Linked DNA regions of Mus musculus: all the other regions are linked to region 6. The links are chromatin contacts, called in public Hi-C, promoter capture Hi-C and targeted proximity ligation maps. All regions are on one chromosome and are shown on one strand. The core of a region is the stretch at or near the end of the contact, and the rest is flanking DNA. Distances in the headings are between cores, read along the strand shown.

What was found. Promoter capture Hi-C pulls out the DNA fragments that hold promoters and counts their contacts. Hi-C and Micro-C count contacts between places; a contact is called where the count stands out from the background.
Region 1: a contact with region 6 is called in a targeted proximity ligation map of embryonic stem cells, with 31 read pairs. A contact is called at or near these places in 17 of 39 promoter capture datasets (the 3T3-L1 cell line, the C10 cell line, the HPC-7 cell line and 11 more), 41 of 484 Hi-C or Micro-C datasets (B cells, the Ba/F3 cell line, ECoMG myeloid progenitors and 18 more), 13 of 130 datasets of targeted methods (astrocytes, embryonic stem cells, extraembryonic endoderm stem cells and 4 more) and 1 of 9 other capture datasets (embryonic stem cells).
Region 2: a contact with region 6 is called in a Hi-C map of the G1E-ER4 cell line, with 4 times the contacts expected there. A contact is called at or near these places in 2 of 39 promoter capture datasets (hippocampal neurons and liver), 2 of 484 Hi-C or Micro-C datasets (the G1E-ER4 cell line and embryonic stem cells), 3 of 130 datasets of targeted methods (embryonic stem cells, extraembryonic endoderm stem cells and pancreatic cancer cells) and 1 of 9 other capture datasets (adipose tissue).
Region 3: a contact with region 6 is called in a promoter capture Hi-C map of second pharyngeal arch cranial neural crest. A contact is called at or near these places in 32 of 39 promoter capture datasets (the 3T3-L1 cell line, 3T3-L1-derived adipocytes, the C10 cell line and 19 more), 288 of 484 Hi-C or Micro-C datasets (the 3T3-L1 cell line, 3T3-L1-derived adipocytes, the 63-12 cell line and 137 more), 57 of 130 datasets of targeted methods (CD4 single positive thymocytes, the G1E-ER4 cell line, the HPC-7 cell line and 30 more) and 6 of 9 other capture datasets (adipose tissue, embryonic stem cells, embryonic tail and 3 more).
Region 4: a contact with region 6 is called in a targeted proximity ligation map of extraembryonic endoderm stem cells. A contact is called at or near these places in 30 of 39 promoter capture datasets (the 3T3-L1 cell line, 3T3-L1-derived adipocytes, the C10 cell line and 17 more), 156 of 484 Hi-C or Micro-C datasets (the 3T3-L1 cell line, 3T3-L1-derived adipocytes, the AML12 cell line and 71 more), 40 of 130 datasets of targeted methods (the 230-238 cell line, the NIH/3T3 cell line, acute myeloid leukemia and 23 more) and 5 of 9 other capture datasets (adipose tissue, embryonic stem cells, liver and 2 more).
Region 5: a targeted proximity ligation map of extraembryonic endoderm stem cells shows a contact between it and region 6. A contact is called at or near these places in 28 of 39 promoter capture datasets (the 3T3-L1 cell line, 3T3-L1-derived adipocytes, the C10 cell line and 18 more), 35 of 484 Hi-C or Micro-C datasets (the 3T3-L1 cell line, 3T3-L1-derived adipocytes, B cells and 21 more), 23 of 130 datasets of targeted methods (the NIH/3T3 cell line, acute myeloid leukemia, bone marrow-derived macrophages and 16 more) and 4 of 9 other capture datasets (adipose tissue, liver, macrophages and 1 more).

Annotation. Positions count from the first base shown.
Region 1 is chr19:37,548,691-37,552,624 of GRCm38.p6, forward strand. Exoc6 (exocyst complex component 6) reads left to right here and starts at 1,728. Exons shown (of 22, transcript NM_175353.2): 1 at 1,728-1,875. The coding sequence starts at 1,775.
Region 2 is chr19:37,521,693-37,525,578 of GRCm38.p6, forward strand. No RefSeq gene overlaps it. Among named protein-coding and RNA genes, the nearest start is that of Gm41842, 23 kb to the right of the region's middle.
Region 3 is chr19:37,879,202-37,883,267 of GRCm38.p6, forward strand. No RefSeq gene overlaps it. Among named protein-coding and RNA genes, the nearest start is that of Gm52397, 100 kb to the right of the region's middle.
Region 4 is chr19:37,934,238-37,938,115 of GRCm38.p6, forward strand. It overlaps Myof (myoferlin), which reads right to left. Exons shown (of 54, transcript NM_001302140.1): 32 at 3,627-3,704; 33 at 2,077-2,258; 34 at 1,824-1,982; 35 at 1,610-1,708; 36 at 523-684. Among named protein-coding and RNA genes, the nearest start is that of Gm52397, 50 kb to the right of the region's middle.
Region 5 is chr19:37,896,827-37,901,035 of GRCm38.p6, forward strand. It overlaps Myof (myoferlin), which reads right to left. Exons shown (of 54, transcript NM_001302140.1): 54 at 2,210-2,941. The coding sequence ends at 2,903. Among named protein-coding and RNA genes, the nearest start is that of Gm52397, 87 kb to the right of the region's middle.
Region 6 is chr19:37,695,604-37,699,359 of GRCm38.p6, forward strand. It overlaps Cyp26a1 (cytochrome P450, family 26, subfamily a, polypeptide 1), which reads left to right and starts at 2,205. Exons shown (of 7, transcript NM_007811.2): 1 at 2,205-2,495; 2 at 2,688-2,912; 3 at 3,178-3,468; 4 at 3,548-3,706. The coding sequence starts at 2,307. It overlaps Gm32342 (a long non-coding RNA gene), which reads right to left and starts at 1,943. Exons shown (of 3, transcript XR_003952929.1): 1 at 1,557-1,943; 2 at 1,125-1,260.

The DNA.
Region 1 (3,934 bases), core at 478-2,977, 150 kb before region 6:
CTCAGGACCTCTACTCGCTCCAGCCCCGACAATGTAGCTGTCTTCAGACATACCAGAAGAGGGCATCAGATCTCATTACAGGTGGTTGTGAGCCACCATATGTTGCTGGGATTTGAACTCAAGACCTTCCGCAGAGCAGTCAGTGCTCTTAACCACTGAGCCATCTTTCCAGCCCCAAAAACTTTTATTAAAAGGGGGCCGGATATGATGGTTCATACCTTTAATCCCAGCACTTGGGAGGCAGAGGCAGTCAGACATCTGTGAGTTCAAGGCCAGCCTGGTCTATGTAGTGAGTTCAAGGCTACCAGAGCCACACAGTGAGAAAGTCATAGGCAAAGACTATGATAGCATTTGGAATCTGGCAAAGAAAAGGAACAAATTCTTTCCTAGAGTCTGGAAAAAAATGCAGTTGTGTCGCCATGTTGACTATAGCCCAGTGAGCATTCTAACAGATTACACTTGAGTCATTTTATGCTCTGGCATTTGTTACAGAAATAATGGAAGTTAATATAATATAGGATGTAGTACAAGGTAGATACCACAGTTATTAGCAGCTGCGGCTGGGGACACTGAGATAGAAAAGTATTAAGTTTTGCCTAGTGTCACATGACTGAGTGGGGTTTGGGACAGTTGTCTTCAGAGGACATGTTCTTAATTGTTTCTCAATATCATCTCCCAGGATTTCTTATGGGGAGGAAGAGGAGGAGGAAGAGGGAGAAAAGGAGAAGGAGGAAAAGGAGGAAGAAGAGGGAAAAAGCTGGTAGTAGAGGCCCAGGGAAGAGAGTGAGTCTGACAGCTGGCTCGTGCAAAGCCTGCCTGACTCACAGGGAAGCTCAGAGCTCCTGAACTTAGGGAGAGCAGAAAATTAGTTGTCCCTCTGGCTAGGTTTGAACTCTTTTCTGACTAATCTTCCATCAGTGCTTTGATCATGACAAGCTGGTTTACACGGTGTCCTAGATACAGGTTGTTAAGCAAGCCTCTTTTTCTACATGTGTCCCTTTGCTCAAGCCACCTGCCATTTCCTTCTACCACTTTATTGCTCATTCTTTCCCCCTAGAAGTCTATTCCCACCCCAGCCCAGCTACCACTCCCTGGGAGCGCTTGGATTCAAGAGCTTCAGCATGAAATCCAACATTGCCCTGGGCCTCTTTTCTACGTTGCCAGCAAGCGCCTTAGTCTTGTTCTCATTTTCCCTCATTTTGATAGTTTATGTCCAATATGACTAACCTCGGTGAACTTGCATCCGGCAGGGGACACGATTTTTTCAGAGCAGTCGAGGTATAGAATTTTTGTTTGTTCTTAAAATAAATCTCAACGACACACTCAGTTTTGATTTTCGGGAAAGCATTTGCTTTTCTCTGACTCCCCACTATTTAAAGCCCATCAGGTGCTCAGTAGCTTCTATCACTATTACTGAGGGCGTGTGACCGAGGGTCACCTCCGTTATTGCTAGGGTACCTGCAGTGCACAACAGCACACACTGCACTAAAACATCTCTAGATAACTAAGGGCAGGTCGCGAGGAAAGATGGAGGTGGTGGTTCCCCTCCCCTCCCGGCCACCCCCCCCCCCCGCCCCGATCCCCACCCTCTCCAGGTCATCCTTACCTCCCCAGGGGCGGGCTCCACCCGGGCGGGCCCCACCCACTGCGCCCCACCCCTCCAGGCCCCGCCCCTCCCCGCCCCGCAGCGCCGCGCCGCGCTTGCGCCACCTGCCGCTCGCTCCTGTGGTCCGCGCGCCGCCGCGCCCGGCCGGCGCCTCCGCTTCCAGCCAAGATGGCGGAGAGCTGCGAGGCTCTGGGCACGGTCCCGGAGCACGAGCGGATCTTGCAGGAGATCGAAAGCACCGACACCGCCTGCGTAGGGCCCACCCTCCGGTAAAGTTCTCACATGCCCCGGCTTTCGGGCTGCCCTGACCAGGGACTCCTTAGGAGCCGGGCGGGGCGTCCGCTGCCGGGTGCGCGCGCGTCGGCCCGACAGGTGGTGCGCGCGGGGGCGGGCGCTCGTGGGCTGCGGGACCCGGAGGGCCCGGGCACCTGTCACCGCGCCGCCTGTGGGTGTGGCTGCCAGGGTGTCTCTGACCCGGAGAGCCGCCCCAGCCTAGGGCCTTGATGCCCCAAGGCCCTGACCCCTAGGCGGAGGCTGTCTGCTCTGTGCTGGGGACGAAGGTCACCTGCAGGTGGCCGGCGTGACTGATCCCGGTGCCAAGTTGCGCGCTGATGGAAACCCCAGCGCACTGACTGCTCTGGGCGTGGGAGAATTGAAATTGAGCGGGAGACGCCAGCACCTTTCTCCCACGCTGCAGCACCCTTCTCCCCGGGCGAGACGCGAGCGTGGGCTGACAGCTCGAGTTCACGCAGGGGTGACGATGCTCTTGGGACAGGAAGCTTTTACTTATTGACAAACGTTATGTTGATTTTGTATTAAAATTTCAGCGTATTTTAAATGGATCCAAACCCACTCTCTTTAGGAATAGTACCAGTTAATGAATAGTCCATACCGGACGGAATACTTTCTGCCCCCATAGACTGGTACTGGTACAGAGCTATTAGCCATTAACACTAGGTTAGACACTTCAAGGATTACAATTTCATCTTTTGCAATTAGGATGAATGAACTTGTGGTTCATTAAGGGAATTTGAGACGGATTGTGCTTTGTCAGTAGTCTTTCTTCAGGACACACTTCCTGGAAATGGAATTCTGTTTTCTCACTGTAAATGTAGATAAAATGAAGTCAGTTCAACTTGTAAATTCACTTTGCCCCAGGGAGCCAGATCATGTGGTGTGTTTCTTGTTTCTTTCTCATAAACCTGTCACTGATGACTGAAAAAATCATTTAACCCCCTTGGCCTTGTTTTTGTATTTGTAGAACGGGGTGGGGTTGGGGTGGGGGTGGGGGTGGGAAGTTGTTTAGAACATGAGAGATCTTGCCCATTTATTCTCTACCTCCAAGCACTTAATAGGCAGGTTATGTTTTTTTATTACAGAAAGTTCCTGCTATGATATGCAAAGGCCTCATTAGTATCTTTTAATTTTCTTTTTCTTTCCTTTGTTTTTGTTTGCTAGACAGGGTTTCTCTGTGTAGCCCTGGCTATTCTGGAACTCACTTTGTAGACCAGGCTGTCCTCAAATTCAGAGGTTTACCTGCCTCTGCCTCCCATGTGCTGGGATTAAAGGTGTGCATCACCAATGCCCAGCTCCTTATTGTTAATTTTCTTACATGAATTTTACATATACAGTAGTTTAAAATAGGAGTCAGACTCAAAGAAAACTTTGTGACATCTAGATTCCACTGAAGGACCTCTCCAGTCTCATAGGACAGCCATTCCTTAATGTGTTCATGAAGCAGTTCATTTGCCAGGGGTCAGGAAATGCACTTTTGTCTTTGGTAGCTACCCAGCCAGTGTGGACTAGAAAATGAATCCTCATTGGTATGTTACCCCTGGTTTTCAGGAGGCTGGAAATCAAGTCCCTTTGTTGGACCCTAGGAATGATACACATCAGGACTGGCCATCACCCAGTAGGAGTGGCTTATAATAGAGGTCAGCAGTTTAACGTATTTTGAGACTATTTCACTATATTGCCTTGGCTGTCCTGGAACACACCATGTAGATGAGGCTGGCTTTGAACTCACCAAGATCTACCTGCCTCTGCCACAGCTTGTTGAGATTGCTACCATTCTGGTCAAGTTTTAAATTATATATTGTCTGGGTGAGGTATCCAAACATCCTGACGCCCACTAGAGAATAATCTAGTAGCTGTGCAGGTGCATAGCACATAGGGTATTGGATATCAACCTTACTTTAGATTCTTGGGCTTGTGTAAGATCTAGATTATAGGCAGAGTTGCGATTCTTGCTGTGAATCCTGCCTTACCTCAGCAATGTGGGCGCACCTCACCTAGCGAACTGAGCAGGGTCTAACAATGAAAGAACAG
Region 2 (3,886 bases), core at 954-3,453, 170 kb before region 6:
TTCTCTTCCCACCTCATTGTTACAAGGACCTTGCTTCCTGTCTACTGAGAAAATAAAGTCAGCAGAAGGAAACTTCCATAGGTTTCCACAACCTTATAGATCCACTGACCAACATTTGGGTTCATAGACTATATTCTCTCTCTCTCTCTCTCTCTCTCTCTCTCTCTCTCTCTCTCTCTCTCTCCCTCCTTATTTTGTCTCCTTTAACTCCCCTCATCTACAGAAACTGCTCTTGTAAGACAGCCACTGCAGTGGAGTTTTTCATCTTGAGGTAACCTGAGATTTGAACCCACCCTTAGGATAGGAAGTAGAAGGATAGGCGTAGCCTGGTTGTCTAGTGACTTGGGGGGGGGGGCAGACAAGACCTAGCCTGCATTAGTCACATCTAGAAGTGTTTGTGAGTTTTCAATTAACAATATAATTTGTACTGAATAGAAAATTTGGTATAAAAGTAATGAGACTAAACGTATAGGTGTTCACTAAAGAGAAAGTTCATTACACCCAGGTTCTGAGGATGAAAACATTGTTACTATGCTCAGTTTCATTTACTGAGATGACATCATCACCATCATCATCATCATCACCATCATCACCACCATCATCATCACCATCACCACCACCATGATCATCACCATCACCACCAGACACATTTCTGTGCAACACAAACTTCAGATCTCTACAAAGGCCATTACTACTCTACTGCGAGAGCAAAAGAACCAGAAGGTTTTCTGAGGAATCAGAATTTGGCCAACGTGATATTGACCTATATTTGGACTTTTAGACTTATTTTTTTTTTAAATTGTTTGTATGCATGAGTGTTTGTGTGGAGGGTTGTGCACATGAGTGCAGGTGCTCCCAGAAGCCAGAAGAGGACACTGGATCCCCTGGAGCTGGAAATAAGAGGCTACTCTGAGCTGCAGGATTGAATTTAAGGGTTCTCTCTCTACACAAGCGGTAGATGCTCTTAGCTGATGAGCCATTTCTCAGCCCTGAAACACAGTCTTTTTTTTTTTTTTTTTTTTTTTTTGATACAGAGTTTCTCTGTATAGCCCTGGCTGTTCCTGGAACTCACTTTGTAGACCAAGCTGGCCTCAAACTCAGAAATCCTCCTGCCTCTGCCTCCTGAAACACAGTCTTAAACCTTAAATTTCACTTCCACCTCCAAGGCTATTTATTAACTGTAAGCCTAGTTATAAAGAGAGACTAGTTATAGGTGTGGAGAGATAGTTCCAAGATCTTTGTTCTGTGAAATTCAGGTCAGGGCATGTGGACACGGCTCACCTTTAAGATGACTTCTGATTGGTGGAAAGATCATGTTGCTTCAAATGCTGCCACTCACACTAGCTTAAATAATATATGCGTTTTTATTAACTATTTGAGAGCTTCTTACAATGTATATTGATCATATTCACTCGGCTTCTTACTAACTCCTTCAAAATCTCCCATCTCGATATGTGTCCTTGTAGATGTGTGTATATTTATTTATTTGATAATTTAATAATCCATCAACTCAATCATGTGCTATTAATTTATCCTTCTGGGTGTGGGGCCATCCACTAGAGTGTCACATTGGTTTTGGAAAGCCATTTAAACCCAACGTTTCTTGATAGAATGGGAATTTCATGGAGGGTGGGTGTCAGGGCTGCTGAGAGGAAAGACTAAGGAGCGAGCAGCAGGCTTGGCTGACATTCTACAAACACTTGAGCGTTTTGAAACGTGCTCACTTTCTGCAAAGGTTACTGTCAAAATACCGCACTTCCTCAGCGAGCCCCTGTATGCCCACACACTGATTGTTTTAGGATGTGACCAACTTCTGTGGAGTTGAGCTCGTTGGCTTCATTTTTCCCTGCAACGTTTCCTCCGTACTCATTGATTTCCATGGCTACACGATGATTGCTTCCTGAGAAACAAAAGAACACATGTGTTTAGAAGCGAAAAGGAAACATACAGATCACCTATTGAACCTCAGCCCTGGAGAGCCCCGAATAAATGGAAACTTTTCTTTCTTTCGGGGTGTGTTTGAGGCAGAAAGGATCTCAACAGTCATTCTCTTAAGTTTTACTCTCCAATTGTTGTCCTTGGGAGGGGCCAGACTCTGTCAGGGACTGCAAACCAAACTGACTCCCACAAGTTCTGTAGGATAGGCTGTCCGCAGAATCAACATTTCTGAGCAGTTGCAGATCTGGAGAAAATGATAGCGGGTAATGGGAAACTTGAAGAGATAAAGGGTAGTGAAACCTATTGTGGTCAGGCATGTCTGCAATCCCAGCATGCATAGGGCTGAAGCAAAAAGATCATATTCAAAACCAGCTTGAAGTATTGTGAGAGCTATCAAAAAAATAAAATCAGCTAAATAAGTTATTCTGTCAACAAACCAACCAAAAGACAACAGCATGGTGCAGGAAGAGATAACTCACCATTTGAACTGATTTTATTTTATTAATTGAGGATATCAACAAACATTCACAAAGACTTCCATGTGTGAAGTCCTGTTCTAAATGCTCTGAGAACAAAGGTGAAAACACCTAGAGATGAAAAAAATTTAGCCGGGCATGAGGGCACACACTCTTAATCCCAGCACTCTGTGAGTTCGAGGCCAGCCTGGTCTACAGAATGAGTTCCAGGACAGCCAACGCTACACAGAGAAACCCTGTACTAAAGGAAAAGAGAGAGAGAGAGAGAGAGAGAGAGAGAGAGAGAGAGAGAGAGAGAGATCCTGTACTAAAGGAAAAGAGAGAGAGAAACCCTGTACTAAAGGAAAAGAGAGAGAGAGAGAGAGGGAAGAGAAGAGAAGAGAAGAGAAGAGAAGAGAAGAGAAGAGAAGAGAAGAGAAGAGAAGGAAGGAAATTCTTAGTTTAGTATTCCAGATACAGCCTCTGAGTCTTGTCTAAATATTCTCTGTACAATTTGGGACCTGTAATGGCTTTGAGGAGAGGTCAGGGCTGTGCGTGATGAGCCTTGAACACACAGAAATTCATTGACTAAAGTAGACATTTCGAAGCCTGCTCTGAATAACAGAAACTGCATCCACCAATACCTGCAGACACTCAGGGGAGAGCTGGAAACCAGAGCTTGGCGGAGACCGACTTGGAGAGGGAGAGTCAGGTGAGGACCTCCTTGCTGGGGACATTACTGTTAGCAAGTGGGTGTTCAGTGCATGGAGAGGGCTTCAAGAAGAGAGGAGAGAAGCAGAATACAGTAGTTATGGGCAGATCTGTGTTCAAATTCTGCTTCTGGGGTTTATAGATGGATCCTTCTAGCTAGTGTGTGTGTGTGTGTGTGTGTGTGTGTGTGTGTGTGTGTGTGTGCATCACTGATATTGACTGCAACTGGACCCCATTCCTCTAGCTCAAGCTGAAACAAAGGAGATCTTTGTCTACTGGTGTAGTCAGGGTTTCTCAAGGACTTGGAGCACAGTAGAGGTTTCAATTGTTTTATATATATATATATATATATATATATATATATATATATATATACACAAAAATGTGTGTATATATACACATATATACAAAAATGTGTGTGTATATATTTTATATATATGTATATATGATGTGTATATATATTATGTACACACACACACACATATACACATATATACATATAGTTATTTTTTTTTTAAAGATTTATTTTATTGATTATATGTAAGTACACTGTAGCTGTCTTCAGACATTCTAGAAGAGGGAGTCAGATCTCGTTACGGATGGTTGTGAGCCACCATGTGGTTGCTGGGAATTGAACTCCGGACCTTCGGAAGAGCAGTCGGGTGCTCTTACCCACTGAGCCATCTCACCAGCCCACATATAGTTATTTTGTGACAAAGTCTTAATGTATATTCCAGGCTAGTTTTGAACTTGTTATCCTCCTGCCTTGGCCCTTGAAATAC
Region 3 (4,066 bases), core at 555-3,054, 180 kb after region 6:
CTTCTGTAGAGCTGTATGTGTAGGTCTTGCTGATTGGTGTGAGTTCTTTGTTAAACCAGGAAGCCCTTTTCTCTGAAGATGCCAACTGAGCCTCCCGTTCCCCCAGCCTCCCAAGTGCTGGGATTGCCTGGTTGAACATCTTATTGCTCATGAAAAACAATAATCTTCTCACCAGCCGCAGTTTATAAACAGGTTCCCCAGTTTTATTTATGTCATTTTGTTAATTGCATACATTGTTACCATATAGACATCACACTTGTGTCTGTATGTGTCTGTGTGTGTCTGTGTGTGTTTGTGTGTGTCTGTGTGTGTTTGTGTGTGTGTGAAACCCGTCAATTTGCTGGGAAATGGTAGCTGAGGCAAGAGAACTTTGAGTGAGTTCTAGGCCAGCCTGGGCTACATAGTGAGTCTGAATGAATGAATGAATGAATGGATGAATGAATGAAAGGAAGAAAGGAAGAAAGGAAGAAAGAAAAAAGAAAGAAGGTGCGTGAATTATTTTGAGTTAGTTTTCTTGTGGTAGGTGTAGACACCTCCTCTCTACACTGAATTGATCGATTTGACTTATTTTCATTGGCACATTTTCTTTTCATTTTTAAGATTTAAATTTTAACCACCCCCCGAAGCTTTCTTGATGTTGAAGACTGAAAAGTGTAATTTTCATTTTGTTCCCTGAGATAGTCAATGAGTGTCAAATAATTTCTCACTAGATATCTTCACTATATGGCCCTTTCATCACAAGTAAAAGTTCTAGATATGTTTACTCTCCTCTGGCTCCCTCTATTTTAGGACACTGCCCTCTCTCTTCTCTGCTCTCCAGGTAGGGTCTTGCTATGTAGCTTAAATGGGCTTGGAACTCTCCCCCTCCCTACTTCGGTCTCCAGAGGGCACGGTGATGCCCAACTGCATCTACACTTCCTGTTCCATGTACTATTTTAACATTTAGTAGGAAGACTGAACACTCACCGTCTCTGAACTTTTTCTAACCATTTCAGACATATTCATTTTCCCAGTTAAGTTTAACATCCATTTATCAAGACCTCGGCTCTCTTGATATTTAACTGGAAGAGAGATGAGTTGCAGGTTGATTCAGGGAGTGTGACTGGAAAAGGGGCTGCTTTTTCCCAACCCCCTCTCTTTTCTTTTTATATAGCTCATTGGACCTGTAAAGTCTACCCACCCCTGTCCCCAGCTCCTACACACCCCTTAGGAGAGACATCCCTGGGACCCTTTATCTTTTCAGCGCCTTCAACAAATGAAATACAAACTTGTGTTTTACTTCTGTGTCTGTTGTGCAGTGCCAGAGATCTGAGCCACAGACAGACTCTTGCACAGCACTTGAGGGCCCTGTCTGAGATGGGCCTCCCGTTCAGACATACTTCTCTTATTTGCTGACTGGGATGACTTTAAACAACAGGTCACCTTCTCCAGGGCTTGGGTACCCTCACTTGTAAGGAAGGGAGCTGGGCTCAGAGGTTAAAATCAGGTGCTGTTCTTTTAGAGGACCAGAGTTTGGTTCTCAGCCTCCCAGTCAGGTGGCTCACAACTGCCTCTGTGGATACCTGCACGTGCACGCTCTCAAGCACACACACACAAATGTGCACACATATGAGCTTATCCCCGAGGGATCCTCTTCATCTTCCCCTGAAGCTACCTAGCCAGGAGCTCTGAGGTGGTCCCTCTGTGGGGACTTTTCAGGGATAGCTTTGCCCTCATTGCATTTTCATGAGAAAGACCCTGGGTCAGCTCAGTGTCTCTGCTCCCAGCTGTGCAAACAAATACCTAGGTCAACCTTAATTGGAGCCCTCTGTGAGTCACTTTCAGGGACTGTGCCCAAACTCTCCCTAAGGGGCACCCCAGCCGGATGGTCAACAGCTTCTGCATCCACTGTCCGGCAGGTACCAAGCCTGCCTCTGGGTGGGCCCATGGGCAGTTTAGCAAGATGAATGAATGGCTTAAGATCACTTGGACCTCCAAGTGCAATTTGTGTTTGAGGGTTGCTGGTTTGAGATTTTTGTTTGTTTGTTTGTTTTTTATTCAAAAGTCCCAAATAAAAGAATCTTCGAGGTTTATGTTTTTTTCAGGGAGAAGACACAGACTGAATTCAATGCGATGCTGCTCTTTAGTAGACATGGGAGAAGATGCCTTGAGAGAGAGAGAGAGAGAGAGAGAGAGAGAGAGAGAGAGAGAGAGAGAGTATTTCTCAGAGAAATTAAGAATGTTGGCTGGCCAGCTGGCCAGGTCACCAGTTCAACCTCCTACCCAGAGTGGAATCTCTTCCATGCTTTCCTGCGGGCCACCATTGCACCCCACCGTGTTGATGGCTGGGTGACAGGCTCACACTCCCGGCTAATTCCAGCAGAGACACATTTACGGTTTAGTCTAATTGTTTCTCTAATTGAAAGCCAAGCAGATAAGCACTGAGCTCTTTCCCATGCAAAAGAAGCTTTAACCAGAAGAAACAGACCAAAGGCAAAAGAAAGCAAGGGCTGGCCCAAGCTGGCTTTGGCGACTTGCATCATAATGCATTTGAGTTAATTTGACTGGTGGGAGTGCTTAGTTACCCAAACACTTTAATAGGATTGAGGTTGGCTACTCTTGAGCCTTGCTCGGATAAGAATGGACTAGCTAAGCCCTCTTTTCTTTAAGCAAACAGCTCCCACACTTGTACAGGCCAAAATAATTAAGTAATTAGCAAAGGCATTTGTCAAAATGCCCGGTGGGGCTGACCAAAATGACAGCTTTGAGAAGACTGAAGAGCTTGCAAATGGTATTTTCTTGGAGCCCCGAGTTGGGGGTCAGGCTTGGAGTTCGTGAGTGAGTGCCTGCCTGGGACTCTGGGGTCCCAGCACAACCTTTGGGGTTCAAGTTCACTTCCCCGTGGCAAAAGCCAAGCTCCTATTTCTAAGGAGGCCTTCTTGAAAGGCCTTTGGAACATCAAAGGACCCTCACTCTGCAGAGACTAAGTAAAAAATAAGGGAGTCATTTTCCTTTTCAAAGGATTGAAACCGTTAGGCAGCCAAGTCCAGGGTGGAAAAAAAAACATTTGTGGTTTTCTGAAATTAAACTACAGGAAATGACTGAAAGTTACAAAGCAGTCCTGCAACACTTATTTCATACCTACTGTGTGCACAGAAAGCTCCTACATTTTCTGGGGGTACATAAGGGTCTGTACAACAAAGAGGCTTGCTTGTGTGTCAAGAGAAATTCAGGATTGGAGAGAAAAGACAATGGTGCTGTGCACATGGTGTCTTCAGAGCTCACAACAACCTACTGTGTGGAGGTTTCACAGCCATCATTAGGGCCCCAGTCCAAGGACAGATCAACAGGGATGAAAAAAAAAAAAAAAAAAACAACCCAGACTGGGTAAAACTCATAAGACACCAGAGCTTTGGCTGTGAAGAGCCAGAGATTAGGGAAAACTCTCTTTTTGTGCTTGAATTTGATGAAGAATGGGCAGCCATATTGACATGTGGTTGGGCAAAGTATATATGACCTGCTGAGCAGATCTGTGGGTGTGTAATCTTAGCACTCAAGGGAAGTCAGGAGGTGAATTTTTGCTAGCCTGGGCTATAATAGGAAGACCTTGTCCAAGAGAGGGGAGGAGGGAAGGAAGGGGAGAAAGAAGGAAGGGATGGGGAGGGAGGAGGAAGAGAGGGAGGAAGGACATGATGTAAGGGAACAGAGCACATGGAAGGGGAAACCCAGCAAGGCCGGCCTTTCCCATTCTCCTTGGTCCCTCTGGAGGCCATTTCTTCTACCTTGTTTAGGTAACTAGGAAGAGAAGGCCACTAGATTTCTGGGAAGTCAGGACTTAAAGTATACTTTTAACCCTAGGACTCAGCAGGCTAAGGCAGTAGGATTGCCTGAAACCTGAGGCTAAACTTGGGCTATACAGTGAATTTGAGGCTAGTCTGGGCTGCATAGTGAGACCTTGTCTTAAAAGAAACCCAAGCCAACCTGGGTATGGTAGTACACACCTTTAGTCCCAGCACTAGGAGGCAGAGACAGGAGGATCTCCGTGAGTTTGAGGCCAGGCTGGCCTACATAGAAAGTCTCAGGCTAG
Region 4 (3,878 bases), core at 299-2,798, 240 kb after region 6:
GCCTGGTCTACAGAATGAGTTCCAGGACAACCAGGGATAAGCAAGAAAGTTAAGAATTGAATTTCTTTCAAAATGGACAAGTTGGGTGGTTTTCACAAGCTCTAGTTATAACAGGTGGAGGTGTGTGAGTCCCATCTGACACCTCACAATTCTGACAATAAACTTCAAAGGATCAAAGAAGGTTCCATAGTATGGACTCAGACACAGACTATTAGGGCCATGCCACATCACCCACACGGAAGTCCTCCACAGCTGTTCCTTCCTAGACATCCAGATCCTAGTGGAAAGTTCTGGTCCACGTGCATTCGCACTAGTTAACAATCTGGCCTTGAGGGGTTCACTAAGAGCCTATAACAGAGACCAAACACTTTCTGGAGAAACAAGCTCTGCTCATAGAGGGGCCATTTGGAGCTTTCAGTAACTAACTACAGATGACCTAAGGAGGGAGAAGTCTCCGGCACATTTACTATAAGGCTGGGTTTTCCCACTTGCGTGGGCTCGTGCAGAGTCTAGATACTGTACCACTTTCATGAAGAGAACAGAACTTGGGAAGTTGGGTGTCTTCTTAAGGCTTTTGATCACCACCGATTCTACTCTCTCTCCTCCGCATTCCACCACCAGGCTGGGTGATGTGACAGAAGCCATCTGGTAGTTTTTCATATTTCTTAAGCCCCAAGCTAGGATCTGGGGAAACAAGTTAAAGAGAAGGGAAGTAAACCTGACATATTACACACACACAGATGCACTCACACACATATGTGAGCACACACATACACACAGAGAGTCACATGCACGCACACACACACATACACACGTGCACACACATATATGGAAAAATCCAATCTCAATCACAGAACACAGTACAGTCTTTAAGATGGAGCGATGCACATTCGTCTAAAATACCAGTGCATATTCTCTTCAGGTGCCTGTGGAAATGCAGAGAAAGTGGTTTTGGCCCTTCCCTTTTGTCAGAACTGCTGTAAGTGCTGCCGAGTCAGTCAGCATCTCTAGATCTCACCTGCAAACAGGACTCATGTGATCCACTGGGGGTGGGGAGTGGGGGCAATCTGGAAGATCAAGTCTAAACCTCTTGCATGGTAAATGACCTGCAAGCATTCCAAACTGGTAGCAGCTGTTTGAAGCTCCCTGTGTCTGTTTTCGAACGCACAGCAAAACAGAGGCGCTAACAATGCTTCCCTTATCAGGACCCCGTCTATCTAGCTAAGAGGTTATCTCCACCAGCCTGGGTCTGCCCTAATTATCTCCCTGGTCGCCACTGTGGGCTGCTTCCCCCACCCCCACCCCCACCCCCGACCTCCTGCCTCCTTTGCAGACCTTCTCCTTGTTCACATGGCACTTTCTCTTGGGTTATCTTCTCTTTCTCTGGTGAATTCCCCCCAAAAGAAAGAAATCCCTGAGATCTGCTTCTTATTGCTTTGTTAAGATGTCTACTTTCTATGACTATTTATTTCCATTGGGGGAGGGTGTGAGCCGATTTTATAGGAAGTTAGAGACAGCAAGAAAGCATGCAGCACAATGCATGCCCTACACTAATGGTCCTTGACACACCCTTTGGCTTGGTCAAGTAAAACTCAGAGAGAATACATACCTCAATGGCAGTGAGCTGAACCACAGGCCTGATCCCCTGAGGGACCATGTATAAGTTTGGTGCTCTTTGAGAGGGGAGGATGGGAAGGTTGGAGCCATCCTGTGGAACAAACGCAGGCTGTCAACACTTCCCTTTCATTAAAGCAGAGAGTACCTGGAATGACTGAGGTGCTCTAAGCAGCTCGTGGAATCCATGAGCAAGAACAAAGCGATACCTTGTTCCTCAGAATCAACTCTGCTGTTACGAGGACATCCCCACAGGCCTTGTCTCCATTCATAACAGGATGCCAGAGAAGCTTAGGTGTGATGTCCGTTTCTGAGTTCAGTTTCACCAAGGGAGAGCAAATGCTTCGACCTAAAAATTCATCTTTGCCCTAGAGAAGGAAACCCACACTGAAACTCCTGGTCAAATAGCCCTGCAGACGACTGTCATGCCCCCAAGTCATCATAAACTGTCCTGTTACCTACCACTTGGTCATTGTCAAAAAGTTCTATGGTAACGTTGGGTGGGTTCTGTAGAACTGTTTGGGGTTCCCCAAAGATTTCAACCTCATCGAATATAATGGTTTGGTCCCAGGTGGGATTCAGGGTGGAGTGGATGATCTCAGTGGTTTTGCTTCGATGGAGGAAGGAGACATGGGCGTATGGATCTATGCACAGAAAAAGATATTAACAGTAGAGTCTCGGAGAAGTCGAGCTCCTATGACAGTGCGTTTCAACCAAAGACTTTTCATCTGGACATAGTGGTCATATGTTTTCACCACCCCTTTGAAGACAAGGAGTTCTGAAAGCGGGGCACCACAGAGGACAGTATCATGGTGAGAAGTGCCTAACCGAAGGCCCTGACATGTGCAAAGGATTGCTTCTCTGGAGTGCACTTATCCTCAGCAAGGTTCATTGGGCACACAGTCTTTCACATACATCATCTAGAATACAAGCTTCGCAACCAGACACATCTGGCCTGCTGTGCCCCCGTGACCTTGAAAGAAAAAGGTTTAACCTTTCTAAGCCTCCGTTCCTCCCTCTTTGCCACAAAAGTAATTTCTGTTTTCCTATTGAGTAGAAAATGGGATGACATGAACATGTGAACTGCCTAGAACAGAGCCTATTATCCATTTCATTGGTAAATACCGGTTATTTTTATATTTTTGTTTCTATGTTTTTGATAAACTGACAAATATAAGTTTATTTTATGCTTTTGTTTCTACTGTTATCTATACAGAAAGTTTTGTATTTGTATTTGTATTTGTATTTGTATTTGTATTTGTTGTATTTGCTGGGTTTCAAGAATATAGCAGTAACTAGGAAAGGTTTAGTTGTTCTCAGAATTTACAGCTTGCAACAGGACTAAAAGTTTTCTTTTGCCCCACTGATAAATCTTGTATCCAACTGGGATACAAACATCAGTGAAGATTTTTCTAAGAATTCTGATTGGATCTATAGTGAGACAGTGTCCCCTGGTGGATACTATTTGAAAATGTCCTAAAAAAAAAACATTTTGAAGTTTTGTTCTACAGAGTAGGATAATCTTGATCAAACTTTTAGACCAGATCTAGATAATCTGGTCTAATATTATTAGGAAAGGAAATAATTCACTAATACTGTGTAAAAGGAGTGCTTGGGATATGAATAAGAATTGACACAGTGCATGATATTATCAGACAAGTGTTTTAAGAGCTGTTTCCATAGAAGAACCAGGGAAGCTTGGAAGCCATGCACACACAAAGAGAGGTCAGAAGTTGTTCTTCAGGGCACTTTATTGCTCAACCTGTGATGATTAGTGTTTAAGGGCCTCGTGTATTCTGGGCACCTCTAGCACCCAGCAACAGTTCTTAAAGCAGTTGGGAATTCATCAAGTAATGACTGTGTGGTTCTCTTCAAGCATACCAGTAGAGTCTCTACATGGAAAGGGTTTTATTGTAAGAATTGAAAACAAAACAAGATACAAAACCCACTTGATGCTCGATCGACCCAAGCTAGCCTGCCATGTAAGAGGGTAGTAGGGATTTTCCCTTCACCTGAAAAGCTGTCTTTGTCCAAAGCCATGAGGTTCCTGGCTTGATAAATGTAGCAGCGCAGGTGGTAGATGTAGACTCCTGAAGGGAAGGTGATGAGAAACAGGATACTGTTAATAGGATTTTTCTCAGCTCTTTAGAGGTGACTCGTGTTGCAGATACATGGGTCAATCAACCCATTTCCCCGCAGCAGAAAGCACACATGTTCCCAACACAGTGGTTTCTTATAAAAGGACATTCACAGTAGTCCTTACA
Region 5 (4,209 bases), core at 1,160-3,659, 200 kb after region 6:
ATATTTTATTTTCTAACCTTAAAATAAAAAAGTGAAAGATAAAACCAAACCAAGAGTTAGCCTGTCAGGATCTCCACTTCCTTCTCCCTACTGCGCTGAGATTCATTTTGCAAATGAAGGCTCCAGCCTTAATGGTGACACTTGCTTCAGTCAGTTAGGACGGAGTGTTATTTAATTCACAGTGAAGGGACAATCTGACTGGATAGAGATTAGTTCCCCTTTAGTGACCATTTATAAGTCACCAGGCCACTAGCACCCTCAGTTGAGGGGCCATTATCTTTTGACAAGGTGAAGTCTTTTTCTAAGGGGGAGAAAGAAGAGGTCTTCTATCCAGAAGGCTTCCCCATGAATCATTTCATTCCAGCAGAGCCCTGCTGTCATTTACTCCAATGGAGGATGCTAGTGACTCCAAAGAGATGTGGTGAGGACAAAGAAGAGATTCTCTTGTCGGCCATTCCCTTGTCTAGTTGGCAAGGAGTCTCCACGATTCCCAGTGAGGAATCGTGGAGAATATGGTAGTATGAGTTCTTGTTGCTGGCTGCTCTAGAATGTTAATACCCTGTATTCATCATGATGTATAAAGACTTCCTTTCTGACTGGCCCATGCCAGTACTATACTAATTGTGAAAAATCTTCAATAACATTCCACTTCAGGAGCAATAAGACTCTTTTGAGAATTGACTTTTCTTTCCTCTAAGAATATATCAGCAAAAAACAAAACAAAACAAAACAAAACAAAACAAAACAAAACAAAACAAAAAACCTGTCTTGAAATTAGATGGATGCCATGGAGCTGCATCTAGATCTAAGCAAGACAATGTCATGGTCTCAGGAAGAGATTGTCTGGATGTGAATTCTGTATGACTTGGAAGGTTGGAAGGCAAAGTATACCTAAAGCCCTCCTGTGGGTAGTAGACTGCTCTTAATTAAATGTTGATAACACCAGTGAGCTCCACATAGGGGTCTACTGTCACAGCCAGAGGCAGAAAACAGGACATGTGGCTCTGTTCCATGAGTGATGTAAGTGTCCCTGTTACTGCTGAAGTCTCTTTCTACCCATTGAGTTTGAAATTTCCCCTGTCTTGCAGCTGTGGCTTGGGAAGGCAGATGCATCCTCACACCTCATGTGTTCCTCCTACTTAATGAGTCTATGTCCTGTGTAAAGCTCTGTGCGGTTAGACGGAGGAGAACCCATTCTTAGGTCCATATTTGGAATGACAGTGTCCAGCTTTAATCCGTCGACTGCATTACTAAAACTACCTGCACTGAGAACCTTCTGGACATGCAGTGCTCTCACCTCTGTTTAGAGGAGGCACTATTTCTCCCAAGAGAGCTGTAAATCTTTATAAGGCCTGGTCTAGGATTCAAATCCAAGCCTGCTGCTCCATAGCACCCTGGAGTGCAGGCAGGTCTTATAGGTGGTTCCTCATCCCTCAAGGAACCTCCAGTCAGCAGTGAAGATGAGCCATAGCTCACAGCTACCAAGGGTAACATATAATAGCAGTGTTCAAATTCAGCTCAGGCTCTGTAGGAGGAGATTCAAGAAACTCAAACGCCCATCCACCCTCATAAACTATACTCCCGGTTGTACAAATATAAACTTTGCACAAACTCTTTGGGCTAGTACCATTGTGATGCATTTCATTATGTATCCTACACATTCAAATCCTTATTTTATGTGTCTATGTACCCTGAGAAAAGATAATTTTTAATCCCTTAAGTCTATACAAAATCTTTATCATCCACTGCTTTTTTTTTTGTTGTTGTTGTTTTGTTTTGTTTTTGTTCTTGTTTTTCGAGACAGGGTTTCTCTGTGTAGCCCTGGCTGTCCTGGAACTCACTTTGTAGACCAGGCTGGCCTCGAACTCAGAAATCCACCTGCCTCTGCCTCCCAAGTGCTGGGATTAAAGGCGTGTACCATCATAGCTCTGCAGTATAAGAGACCTTAAAAGAGGCTGGGGAATGTGCCTCAGTTGGTAGAGTACTTGCCTAGTACCGGTGAAGCATCACATCGGGGTGGCAGATCTGTAATTCCTGGGTATAAATCCTGACTCTATCATTTATTGGTTGTGTGGCCTTGGAAAAGCTACTTAACTCTTTTGACCATCAATTTCTTCTTCTATAAAATAGGACTAATAGCACTGTGGGCCTAAAGTTATGGGATATATTGCAGATTCACTGAGTAAGACACATGAAGATGTAAAAGGTTGTTACAACACTATTCATAAGTGTTAGCTTTATTACTGGACCCACGGGATCATGTTGGCAGCACACTCATAAAGGGCTTATGGTTGTAAAGGGCTTGTGGTCAACTGGAATGCTGTAGCATTCTGCCTACTAGGACCAGAGAAACTGAACCTGCCTCCCTCCCAACTTACTCAGAATAGAGGACAAACATCCATGTGTACAAGTGAGATAATTTTATTTACACTCAAGTTGCAAAGAGTCTCATGACATTTGTCCATACAAAATACCACAACAATGGTTGTGGGCACCAATAAGAACTGCTCTAACTATGCACCCTATCTTCTTAATGTAGTCTTTCCTCTTGATTACAAATAGGATATATGACGTTAAGATACAAGACATTTCAAATTCATTTCACTAACTGCCCAAACGAGTCATAGAATGCAGAGCACATTCAAAAGAAGATTTATAAATGGAACCAGCCACCTTAGAAATACTCGGAAAATAGGCTTAAAGTTTAGAAAATAAATGTTTTAATACTTAAAGATAACATGATAAAAAATGTTGCCTGTTGTCTGACTTTCTGGGATTCAGCCCCTCTAGGAATTTATGTGCCTTGGTGAAGTCTCCTGAGATCGTCTTGAACTTGAAATCACACATCAGTGTGTGAGGCAGGAGTTCTTCATTGCTTGCGTGATTGAAGGCGCTGCTTTCACTATGCATTCGGCCTCACAATCTTCATTGATAAATAGTTCTGAAAGGGAAACAGAAACGGTGTCAGTCCATGGATATGGCTTCTCAGATGGCCATGGTGCCATTTAGCTCGGCTGGGCAGTCCTGTGAGCCACTGGACAGTCAAAGCCATTCCTGGCCATTCCTTCTGGGCGCCCATAGAGCTCCGGTGTCTCTGAACACTGATAAACATCCTTGGCTGACATCATGTTCTCAAATGAGAGACAGCGCTTCATATGGGTGGGATCTGAGTCATGAAGAAACAACTATATGGATCTTTTTTAAAAAAAATAGTCAATAAAAGTAGAAATTGTGAATTGTCAATTGTGAAAATGTCACACAGGAGAAAATAGAAGACATGTGTATAGATGGCTGTATGACCATGCCTCCAAACTCAGAATGTATAGAGTCAATAGGGTAGTGGAAGTGAGTTTGGTGGGTGGAGTGGGGGGAAGTCTTTGGCATGCATGCTGCTGCTGCATCCAGGGTCATGAACTTTGCCGCTGCTCAGGGCTTCCCCTGCTTGGCCCATCACTTCTCCGGTGACTAAACTGCACGTAGGTGTTTCCTCAGTGAAAATGTCCTTAGCAATGGGCTACTGCAGTCAACCGTTCCTAGCTCTCTAAGACCTTCCTGCCCACAGTGCCTGTATGTATGCATGCTGCCTTCTCTTGGGTTGTTTCTTCTCATCTTTGTATTTAACTAGATGCCCCATGAGTTCCCTGAATAGGGGAATAAAAGCACAGAACCGGGACTGGAGAGATGGCTCAGCGGTTAAGAGCACTGACTGCTCTTCCAGAGGTCCTGAGTTCAAATCCCAGCAACCACATGGTGGCTCACAACCAACTGTAACGGGATCCGATGTCCTATTCTGATATGTCTGAAGACAGCTACAGGGTACTCACAGACATAAAATAAATTAAATCCTTAAAAAAAAAGTACAGAGTCTATGCACACAGCTAAAATTTCAATTTGGATTCTTAAGGTATCTGTGTGTGTGTTGTGAGATACAGGTCTGAAATCAAAAATGTGGTCAAAAGTGCCCAGGGAGGCAAAAGTAATAACTCTTTGGGGTTTGTTGAGGCTGTGGGGATCGCCAGCGTCTGAGTACGAGGTGGTTTGGGACAAGAAGGGTGAAAGCAGAAGTCTGGGGGGATGGCTTTGTGGGTAAGGTGCTCATTGTACAAGCACAAGGACCTGGGTTCAGATCTCCAGCACCACATAATACCAGGGCATGGGCTCTCCAGTGCAGAGATAGCAGAGCCATTAGTGAGAGACCACCATCCGCAA
Region 6 (3,756 bases), core at 955-3,454:
AATAAACTTTGGTGAAGTTCCTAGATCAAGTTCTTATTGGGCTGGTAGTTTATGGACCTCCCTCGCCCTTGCCCTTGGAGATTTAAAATGATCTTACACTCTAACATTTAATGTTTTTCTACCAGGCGGCCCGCGGATCTTGATAGCCAGTTAGATTTCGTATTTATTTTTTAAGTATTGTTTTTTTTTCCTTGTGGCCATTTCCAGAGTGCTAGCTAGCCGGGCTCATGTTGTAAACAGGAGCAGGCTGAACTTGGTGGGGTGGCCCGGCAGAGTTCACTGAGATGTCACGGTCCGGCCTGCAGGGGTCACAGGCGGGTCAGGCTAAAGGATTGGGAATGGGCCCCAGGTCACGCCCCCGCTGGCCTGGCCGGGTTTGCACACCGGGCCGGAGGCGCTCTCCAGAAAGGGGCGGACCGAAGTTTCTGAGAATTACCCCCAGCACAATTCGTTTGCGTTCCTGCCGGTGCCAGAAATCGGTTCTCATTCTTTACAGTAACCAAATCATTACAAGATATGACAGTGGCAGCGCCCGCCTCCCCAGAGCCTCTGAAAAGCTGGTTAGAGATAGTTATAGGGAACCACTGAGTCCCCGAAATACAACCCATGGGCATCCCGGCTTAGAGAGTTGCTAAGTTTGTGCTGCCCGCAGGACCTTTGAGGTCATTTTATGACACCCCCAACTCCAGGGAGACGTTTAGGAACCACCGCAGGAGACCACATATTGAACAGCTTTCAAAAAGCAAGTTTTTCATCCCCAATGGACTCTTCCCAAGGGCTGCGGGTGTGTTTTCGCTAGAGCCCATGTTCAGTTCTAAACAAACACACGTCATTCTGTTAGTTTTCCGCGCCACTGGTGCATTCAGTGCCCAAATCAAGGCAATGTGTGGTGCTGACTGGCCAAAGCTTTGTGGCGGGAGGACATGAGAAGCCTTGTGTGTGTGTGTGTGTGTGTGTGTGTGCGCGCGCGCGCGCGCGCGCACACGCACCACGCAGTTCCCCTGTGCCCGTTAGTTATTGACTGAAGGAGCTGACGATTGAAGTTTCACAGTCAACCCCCAGTGGATTCCCATAACGTTCCCAATGGCCTGTGCCAGAAGCATAGGTCCAAACAACCCTCTTACCAGGCTCCGTGGCTTTACAGTGGATGGGATCTGGGAGAGTAGAGGGAAGGTTCTAGAACCCTGAAACCAGACCACTCTATTAGCGAACTCACAGCTGCCTTGTGGTGTAGACGAAGTGGAAACGATCAACTTTGTCCTAAGAGAAACAGACAGCCTGGTGACTCACCCAAGATACAGGCGAGCCAAGGTGGAAAGGGGGGTTTCCTCCCTGTATTCCTCCCCATATCTGCCTGGACTGGGGGCCCTCTTCCCGGCCGCTTGGCTGAGGTTGCAAGCCCCAGGGCTATAGGAATTGGGCCGGCTTGGCGGTATTACTACAGTGGAGGTTGACTTTGGAGCCTCTGGTCTCCTTAGTACCCCACCAGGGCTTAGAGAAGGGAGTCAGGCATGTGCAAGGCTGCACCTGGGGGTCCCAGAGACCTGGAGGCTTACTTGCTTTGAACTCGAAAGCAGGATTTTCCAAGTCTTCATGCGCTGGCTCGCCTGTGGGGCCCTGGAAAGCTAGCGTCCACGATCCGCCAGTCATACTTGACCTCCGAGACCGGCTAGGACCCTCGCCCTGGGATCTTCTTGGGATCCTCCCAGATCAGGAAGCGTTTGGAATCTCATTTACTCAACCGGTGGGTCAAGTCCATTGAACGATGATTCTTGAACGCGCTTTCCAAGCCAATGGAAAAGAGCCCACGAGGCGCCTGTGAATGGTGAGCTGGGAAGGCTTCGGGCTCGGGCAGCTGGTTCGACCCGGCTCGAGGGACAGCAGAGAGACAGCTAGGAAACCCAGGACTCCAAATTCCCACTTCTTGGAACCCCGATCCACAACCCACTCCCCCCGCCCCCTCCCCCGCCCGAAGCCGCACCGTGGTAACTCGGAGCTCTGCACACCTAGGACAAGGAAAGAGGTGTTCCTAGTCCCGCACCCCCAGGAGGCGCGCTCAGAGGGAAGCCGCCAGTGCGCCGCCTCTGCCTCGGCGCGGAACAAACGGTTAAAGATTTTTTTGGGCAGCGCCTCGAGGGGGGAGGAGCCAGGGGCCCGATCCGCAATTAAAGATGAACTTTGGGTGAACTAATTTGTCTGACCAAGGTAACGTGGGCAGTAACCTGGGCGGCCTTATAAAGAGGGCGCGCGGCGGGGTTCGGAGCTAGGGCGGCGGCGGCAGGTGGCGCGGGAGGCTGAAGCGTGCCATGGGGCTCCCGGCGCTGCTGGCCAGTGCGCTCTGCACCTTCGTGCTGCCGCTGCTGCTCTTCCTGGCGGCGCTCAAGCTCTGGGACCTGTACTGTGTGAGCAGCCGCGATCGCAGCTGCGCCCTCCCCTTGCCCCCCGGTACCATGGGCTTCCCATTCTTTGGGGAAACATTGCAGATGGTGCTTCAGGTAAGGGAGCTCGGGAAGGGACCTGACGCTTCCCCCGGAGTCCGCCTCAGCTCTGGGCCTGGGCTGAAGGTGGGATAAGTGTCCTCGCGAGGGAGGCGACCACGGCTTGGAAGAGGGGCTAGACGGAGACCAGATGCTCCCCGGCGCCCCCTCATGCGGGTTGCGGGTCTCTCTCCTCCACCTCCCTCTCAGCGGAGGAAGTTTCTGCAGATGAAGCGCAGGAAATACGGCTTCATCTACAAGACGCATCTGTTTGGGCGGCCCACGGTGCGGGTGATGGGCGCGGATAATGTGCGGCGCATCTTGCTGGGAGAGCACCGGTTGGTGTCGGTGCACTGGCCCGCGTCGGTGCGCACCATCCTGGGCGCTGGCTGCCTCTCCAACCTGCACGATTCCTCGCACAAGCAGCGAAAGAAGGTGAGGGTGAGCTGGCAACTCCTTGGCTGGCAGGGAGACCTCATCCTATGGCTTGGTTCAGGCAAATAGATGCGGGGCGAGGGCTAGTCCTATGTGGTGGGGACCAGGACCCTCTCTATCTGAGATCCACTTTAGCTTTTCTGCTAGCACGTGGGTTAGTCCTGGGGGGACTGAAATTCTTGAAAGGGTACTCGGAAAGGCGAAGGGGGGGGGGCTGAGGGAAAGTAGAGGATTGTAACACTCTCTGCTCCTGGGGGGTGCTCAGGTGATTATGCAGGCCTTCAGCCGCGAGGCACTCCAGTGCTACGTGCCCGTGATCGCTGAGGAAGTCAGCAGTTGTCTGGAGCAGTGGCTAAGCTGCGGCGAGCGCGGCCTCCTGGTCTACCCCGAGGTGAAGCGCCTCATGTTCCGCATCGCCATGCGCATCCTGCTGGGCTGCGAGCCGGGTCCAGCGGGCGGCGGGGAGGACGAGCAGCAGCTCGTGGAGGCTTTCGAGGAGATGACCCGCAATCTCTTCTCTCTTCCCATTGACGTGCCCTTTAGCGGCCTGTACCGGGTAAGGGCGGTTTGCGGAGTCGGAGTAGGGGAACGCAAGCTCGGGCATCCGCTCACCGCCACGCTCTCTCCGCGCTCAGGGCGTGAAGGCGCGGAACCTTATACACGCGCGCATCGAGGAGAACATTCGCGCCAAGATCCGCCGGCTTCAGGCTACAGAGCCGGATGGGGGTTGCAAGGACGCGCTGCAGCTCCTGATTGAGCACTCGTGGGAGAGGGGAGAGAGGCTGGATATGCAGGTGAGAAGCAATTTCAAAAGGTGCCAAGGGCCGGGGAGTGCCTCTGACTT